Regions from separate parts of the Sus scrofa genome. Here region 2 is linked to region 1. The links are chromatin contacts, called in public promoter capture Hi-C maps. All regions are on one chromosome and are shown on one strand. Each heading gives the region's core, a stretch centred on a gene start, on an enhancer-like site or on the middle of the called end of the contact. The rest is flanking DNA. Distances are from core to core; before and after follow the strand shown.

Region 1 (2,700 bases), core at 196-2,695:
GCTGTGGTCCAGGATGGGGGCTGAGTGCAGCCGGCGTGCGCAAGTGGGGGCGAGGCTGCCAGGTCCCCGTCACGAGCTTTCCGTGCCGTGCTGTGGAAGTTGTCCTTGTCCTAGGGCTAAGGTGAGCCAAGGGAGGGTCTGAAGTAAGGAAGTCACACTGTGAACTTTTAAAAATCATTCTGCTGTCCGTCCAGAGAGTGGATTGGCAGAGTACTGGTCAGAGACCGGGGGAGGCTCGGCAGAGGTGCGCAGTGCAGATGGAAGGGTCGGGGCTGGGGCCTTCTGCCAGAGAGGTCATGAGGTCAGAGTGAGCCTTTGGTCACCAGGTGGAGTGGGAGTAAGAAAAAGAGCGAAGTCCTGGTGACCTCCGGGCTTCCGGCTGCTTCTGCGGAGGGAGGAGCAGCTTTGGGGCACGAGGAGGGGGTAGAGGGGAAAAGCTGGTTTGATTTGTCACTTTCTGAGTGTGTGATTCCCCAGCGTCAGACTGCCACTGTCCTCCTTGCTCCCACAGCTTTCCAGCTGTGCCCCAGTGAGCAAGTTGAATAACCTCGCTGTATCTCAGTGCCTGCATTGTAAAATGCAGATAACAGCAAGTGCCTGTTCATGTGGGTGTACGTGAGCAGGTTTCAATGATTTAAGAATTAACACATGCTCTTAGCACCATCAGGATTTTAGAAGAACTAATAGCAAGTTTTGCAGAGCAGCATCCACACGGAGCAGGTGCTGGATATTGGCTGTGTAAGCCCCTTAGCCCTGCTTCCTCCTGGGCAGGAGGGGCCCTTGCATGCTCAGACTTTCTGGCTCCTCCTGTGGCGTCTTCGTTCTTGTCATCCTTTTTCACAGCTCTTCCCAAAGGCAGGTAACCCCAGGGCCTGCGAGTTGATTGTCCACCTGGCATCTTTCCTCCGCCATCCTCCGTGCTGAAGTCTGACCCCCGGCCTCGGGTTCTCTTCCTGCACCCCAAGTCCTGATGGCCACCCCTAGCTCTGCTGGCAGGGTTCATTGAAGGACTAAGACGGTCCCTTAGGATGATGCTGGGATGTCTCACCTGCTCTCCTGGGGTCTCCTATAAACAGCAAGGGGCTGAGTGAATCACCTCCCTGGGAAAACAGGAGTTCATCTGTGGTTGGCTAAGAAGAAAGGCTTTCTTTGTGATAAGTGAATTCGAAAAAAAATTGTTTGTCTAGTGAAGATGGTTCTTAAGCTAGAGGACACATCTTGAGCTGTAGACGTGAGAGTCGCCAGGATTGAACGATTTCCCCAAGTGCTACGTGTGAAACGAAAAGAGAGACCGAGGGCTGAACACACTAAGGATTGCCCGTGAAGGTCCCGTTTTCGAAGGAGCTGACTCTTGCGCAGGAGTAAATGTTTAAACAACCGGTACTCCAAAAAAAGGAAAGAAAAACGAACCCAGTATTGGCCTTGGCATAAATTTTCCCGTTGCCATTGATTTCCAGCCACCCCGGTGCACTTCCCAGACCCAGGCGGGAGGAGGTGGGAATGACAGCTCTGAAAGCAGTGCTGGTGCCTTGTCCCCGTCTCTCCTGCAAAGTGCTGGCTGTGGGCTCACTCTTTGGTGCCGGGAACCCCAGGCCTGGCTCTGTGAACAAGCAGGGGTGACTCTGGTGATACGTGGTTCATGTAATGTCACCCCATTCCAGGTGGCTTCCTGTGGCTCTTTTCTGGAGCCTATTAAGAGGAGTGAGACACACAGCATTGGGTTGTTGGGTCTCTGTGTCCTGGTTTTGCTGTGAATTTAAGTGTCCGTTTTCAGTGTATACCTCAGAGTTCATCCACCCTGGGATCCTGTCCCCCGCCCCCGCTCACACCAAGCAGACGCACAGGTAACACATCGCGTCTGTGGCCCCGGTGTCAGGGGCCAGTGCCATCAAAAGGGACAAGAGAGGGCTTCGTATCTACTTGAGTAAACATGCTTGCCGTTAGCAGGCACCAGCAGTACATGACTGGCTTTTCTAGATGACGGGTTCCTGGCCATTTTTTTCGTTGTTGAGACGTAAGGTCAATCGGCAGGTGTGAGTTTGACTGGTGCAGAGACCTGTCTGCCCGGCTTCTTCCGGCTCTGGGGAGACGCAAGTGACAAGCGCCATCGCGGGTGTAAGGTGCACAGAGTGCCGGGGGGATTCACGCATGTGATGCCACGTGACCACCCCCACCACCACCCCCCGCCGCCCAGTGCCATCTCTTTGGGGCGAGAGCATCAAAGAGCCTTTGAAGCTGCAGTAGAGTGTTGTGACTGTGCTCCCGGTGCCCTGCGTCCATCCCAGACCCAGTCCTCCTGGTGCCGGGGGTCGGGACCCTTTGACCCGCCTCCCCTGTGTCCAAGGGCTCAGTTTTGCAGGCGCCACGGCTCGTGATGCCGGCGGCGTCTGTCTTCCTCTGACTGACCGCACCTGCCCCGGGGCCCAGGTCCATCCTTGCGCCTCCTCACGCTGAGGAAGACCTCGCTGGCTGCCGGCCCAGCTGAGGCCAGTGTCGCTGCTGTCAGGCCCGGTGTGTGTCTGCCATCAAGACCAGGACGGCACTGTCCCCACGAGGGGAAGCAACCGCCTGCAGGCCCGGACGAGCCCAGGGCTGCCTGACCGCGCCTCTCGGTGGCAGCATGTGGCCGCCCACCCCCCTGGGCGCTGCGTGCGGGGCCGCCTGCGGCTCCGATCCTGGAGGCAGCAGCTGCCCCCCTTC
Region 2 (2,885 bases), core at 152-2,651, 61 kb before region 1:
CAAGAAGAGGTGTGGGGCACTGGGGCCCAGCCTCTGGGCACGCTGGGTACCATGCCTCACAGCCACGGGGAGCCAGGCAGCTGGAGTTCTACACCACCTCCCTGCCCCTCTTCTGCTCAGAAGCCTGCTTCTGAGCCAGGGAGCCCTCGGGTGCTTTGGGGTTACCATGCGTCCAGGAAGGAAGCCCCGAGGCACAGGGAGCAGGTTTCCCAGAAAGCAGCTTTCAGAGAGCAGGACAGGTGTGGGTGGGCTCTGGTGGGCCCTGCTGTTGTGTTCTCTGGCCCTCTCGCTGGCTCCTCATGCCGATGTCACACCCACATCAGGAGTGGTGATGGGCTGAGCTATGGGCTCCTCTGCAGTTGGTCTTGGGCCCATAGAGATCCTCAGCATCTTCCTGTCACTCCCTCTGGGCTCCCTCACCTTCCACCAGCACTTTTGCTGACCCAGACTGCTTGCTTGATGATGTGACCAGACTTTTGTCCCTCTTGGGTCTGAGCCCCTGGTTGCCATGCCCCCATCAGGCCAAGGTTGCTGATATCACCAGGCACGGAAAGCTGCCCAGTGAGTGCCCAGAAGTAATCCTTCCTGTCCCTACTTCCTCCTGGTTATAAAGGTCATTCTTGCCTCCTGAATGAGAAGAGTCTTTAGATTTAGTGGAACATTTTGTCCCCTGGCAGAGCATCATTTGCTGCCGCAGGTGTCAGGGTTCTACTTCAGACAAAGCATCACACGCTATAAGGTTCAAAATACCTCCTGCATCCCATAGAACAGCATAGCAACCCTGCAAAATGTTACCCCAAGCCAGAGCCACAGCTGTGCCTTTGAGGCCGTTCTAATGTTCTACCAGGGTGGCAGCTTCTGAGTGTGTGATGTTGGGGCAGAAACTGTGCCTCCTGTGTTACTGTCTCTTTTGTCAAACCCTACTCACTCTCAAGGGGGTCCCTGCTCGAGGCGATTAAAGGGGAAATTCCATGACGATAAATCAGACACTGTGAGCAACTGCAGTGATGCTTGCCAGAGCCCTTGCAGGCCAGGAAGACTAAGCCGAACCCACATCTGCATCTAGGTCTGAGCCAACTCCCTTGCCACCCAATGGCTGGCTGACTGCAGGGAGGGAAGCCACCGTCCACCGGCAGCACCTTGGCCTCGGCGTCCAGAGGACGCACGCAGCGCGCAGCTCCATCGCTGCCCCTTCGGCTACTCTATTCGCGAGGCCCGGTGTCCGCTGGGACTACGCGCTGGGGTAACGCGCAGAGCCGAGAGGAGAGGAGCAGCGGCGGGGCACAGGAGCAGCCACCGCCAGGGCTCGCCACCGCTCACTCCGGAACACCGGGCGCGCGGCTCTTCCCCCTCAACCCAAAGGCCGGAAAACCGCAGGCCCTTCCGCTTCCGCCGCTTCCCCGGGAGGCGCGTCACTTCCGGCCGGGCCGCGGGGGGCCGTCCGCTGTCAGGCAACCCGTTCCCTCTGGCTGGGTCTGGACGGGCGCCTTTCTGTGTTCGAGGCCAACGCCCCGCGGTGCCTGCCGGCTGAACCCGAACGGTGCCCACGCTCAGGGGGCCGCGAGGCCACGGTCCCCGAGTGTCAGCCCGGGGCTCCAGAGGGTCGGAGTCGCGGCCGGGTCCTTCGCTCCCGCCGGTCTCCCAACTCCCGCCCCCATCCAGCCCCCAAACCGCGGCCATCCGGCGTTCGGCGCTCGACTGCGCGGCGGATCGACGCCTTCGGCGCTCCGGCGGCGGAAGTGAGGGCGCTGAAGGCTGGGCGGCCTCGGCCCGGGGTCTCCTGCTTGAGCGCTGGGTCCGTGCCTGCCTGTCTGCAGGTAGGTGTGGGGGCCGAGGTCCTGGCTGAGGGCCCGCCGGGGGTGCAGGCGGGAGGGCTAGCCACCGCCGTCGGCCTCGCGCCGCTCTGCAGCCCTTACGGTGCGGAGGGGCGCCTGCGGGCGTCGCGGAGCCCTGCCTGGAAGCCCGGCGTGGGCCTTGGGAGTGCCGGCCCGCAGCGGGAGGTTGCACTTGGCCCTGCTTGCGTCCTTACCTGTCACTGCGCAAGGCTTGAGAATTTACGGGTGAAGAGCGAGGAAGAGGCAGGCTTTGCTTGTTTCTTAGGTTGCACCACTGGAGAGCTCTCCCGGGTGCCGTCACTGTTTTTACAGATTGATTGTGTTGTGCCCATTTCACTGGCGAGGAAGCGTTAGATCAGGGTGGTTACGGAACTAGTGTGAAGCCGGGCAGTTACTCATTGTTTAGCAGCGGCGGAGGCAGCGTAGTGAGAGCATCCGAACCTGTGCTCTCTTTCTCCTTCCAGCCTGGGCCTGCCCAGAAGGGCAAGGAACAGTTCGCGAAAGAGCTTGTCTGAATGGAAGGAAGCTTTTCTTAATCGCTAAAGCGTTTCTTAGTCGCTGAAGAAGACGTGTGTCACTTGTTTAAAAAAATGAGTAAACTTACAAGGAAAACTTAAAAAGTATTGTAAAAACCACATTTAAATTAAGTCATTCGGGTGCTCTATAGTGAAAGCTAGTTTTAGTTGAGGTCATGTGGACCCCTCTTCCAATGCACAATAATATTTTGATTATACTCTGGCCAGGCTTTGTGTAACGACACAGGAACTGGAAGCCAAAAGCTTCCCAAGGAACATTTGTGTTAAAAGTTGTTGACTCAAAAGGAGGTAATAGAAAGAGGATGATGTGGGCTTAGTACTTAAATGTTCTTTCTGTTTGGTTAAGTAGAAACTCTGTAATTTTAAACAGCGGATCCCCCAATGTAACTTGGAACAACTCTTGGAAGTTTCAGAAAGTGACTTTTTCTTCTTTTCAGGTACTTAATTTCCTGAACTGAATATTATTTTGAAAATGATACTTCTCTAAAGATGATTATTCACCTCCAAAGTTAAA

The links. Promoter capture Hi-C pulls out the DNA fragments that hold promoters and counts their contacts.
Region 2: a contact with region 1 is called in a promoter capture Hi-C map of liver, with 5 times the contacts expected there. The contact joins the promoter of EXOC2 here to the enhancer-like site in region 1. A contact is called at or near these places in 1 of 5 promoter capture datasets (liver), 6 of 47 Hi-C or Micro-C datasets (alveolar macrophages, embryonic fibroblasts, fetal heart ventricle and 3 more) and 2 of 2 datasets of contacts at active chromatin or transcription factors (alveolar macrophages and skeletal muscle).

Annotation. Positions count from the first base shown.
Region 1 is chr7:279,241-281,940 of Sscrofa11.1, reverse strand. All of the region lies in intron 7 of EXOC2 (exocyst complex component 2), which reads left to right. Among named protein-coding and RNA genes, the nearest start is that of EXOC2, 61 kb to the left of the region's middle. Within about 2 kb of position 1,445, at least 4 of the 83 cell types and tissues checked have an H3K27ac peak or open chromatin away from gene starts, as enhancers often do. A contact at or near this core is called in liver, where this site is marked.
Region 2 is chr7:339,986-342,870 of Sscrofa11.1, reverse strand. EXOC2 (exocyst complex component 2) reads left to right here and starts at 1,401. Exons shown (of 29, transcript XM_003128146.5): 1 at 1,401-1,817.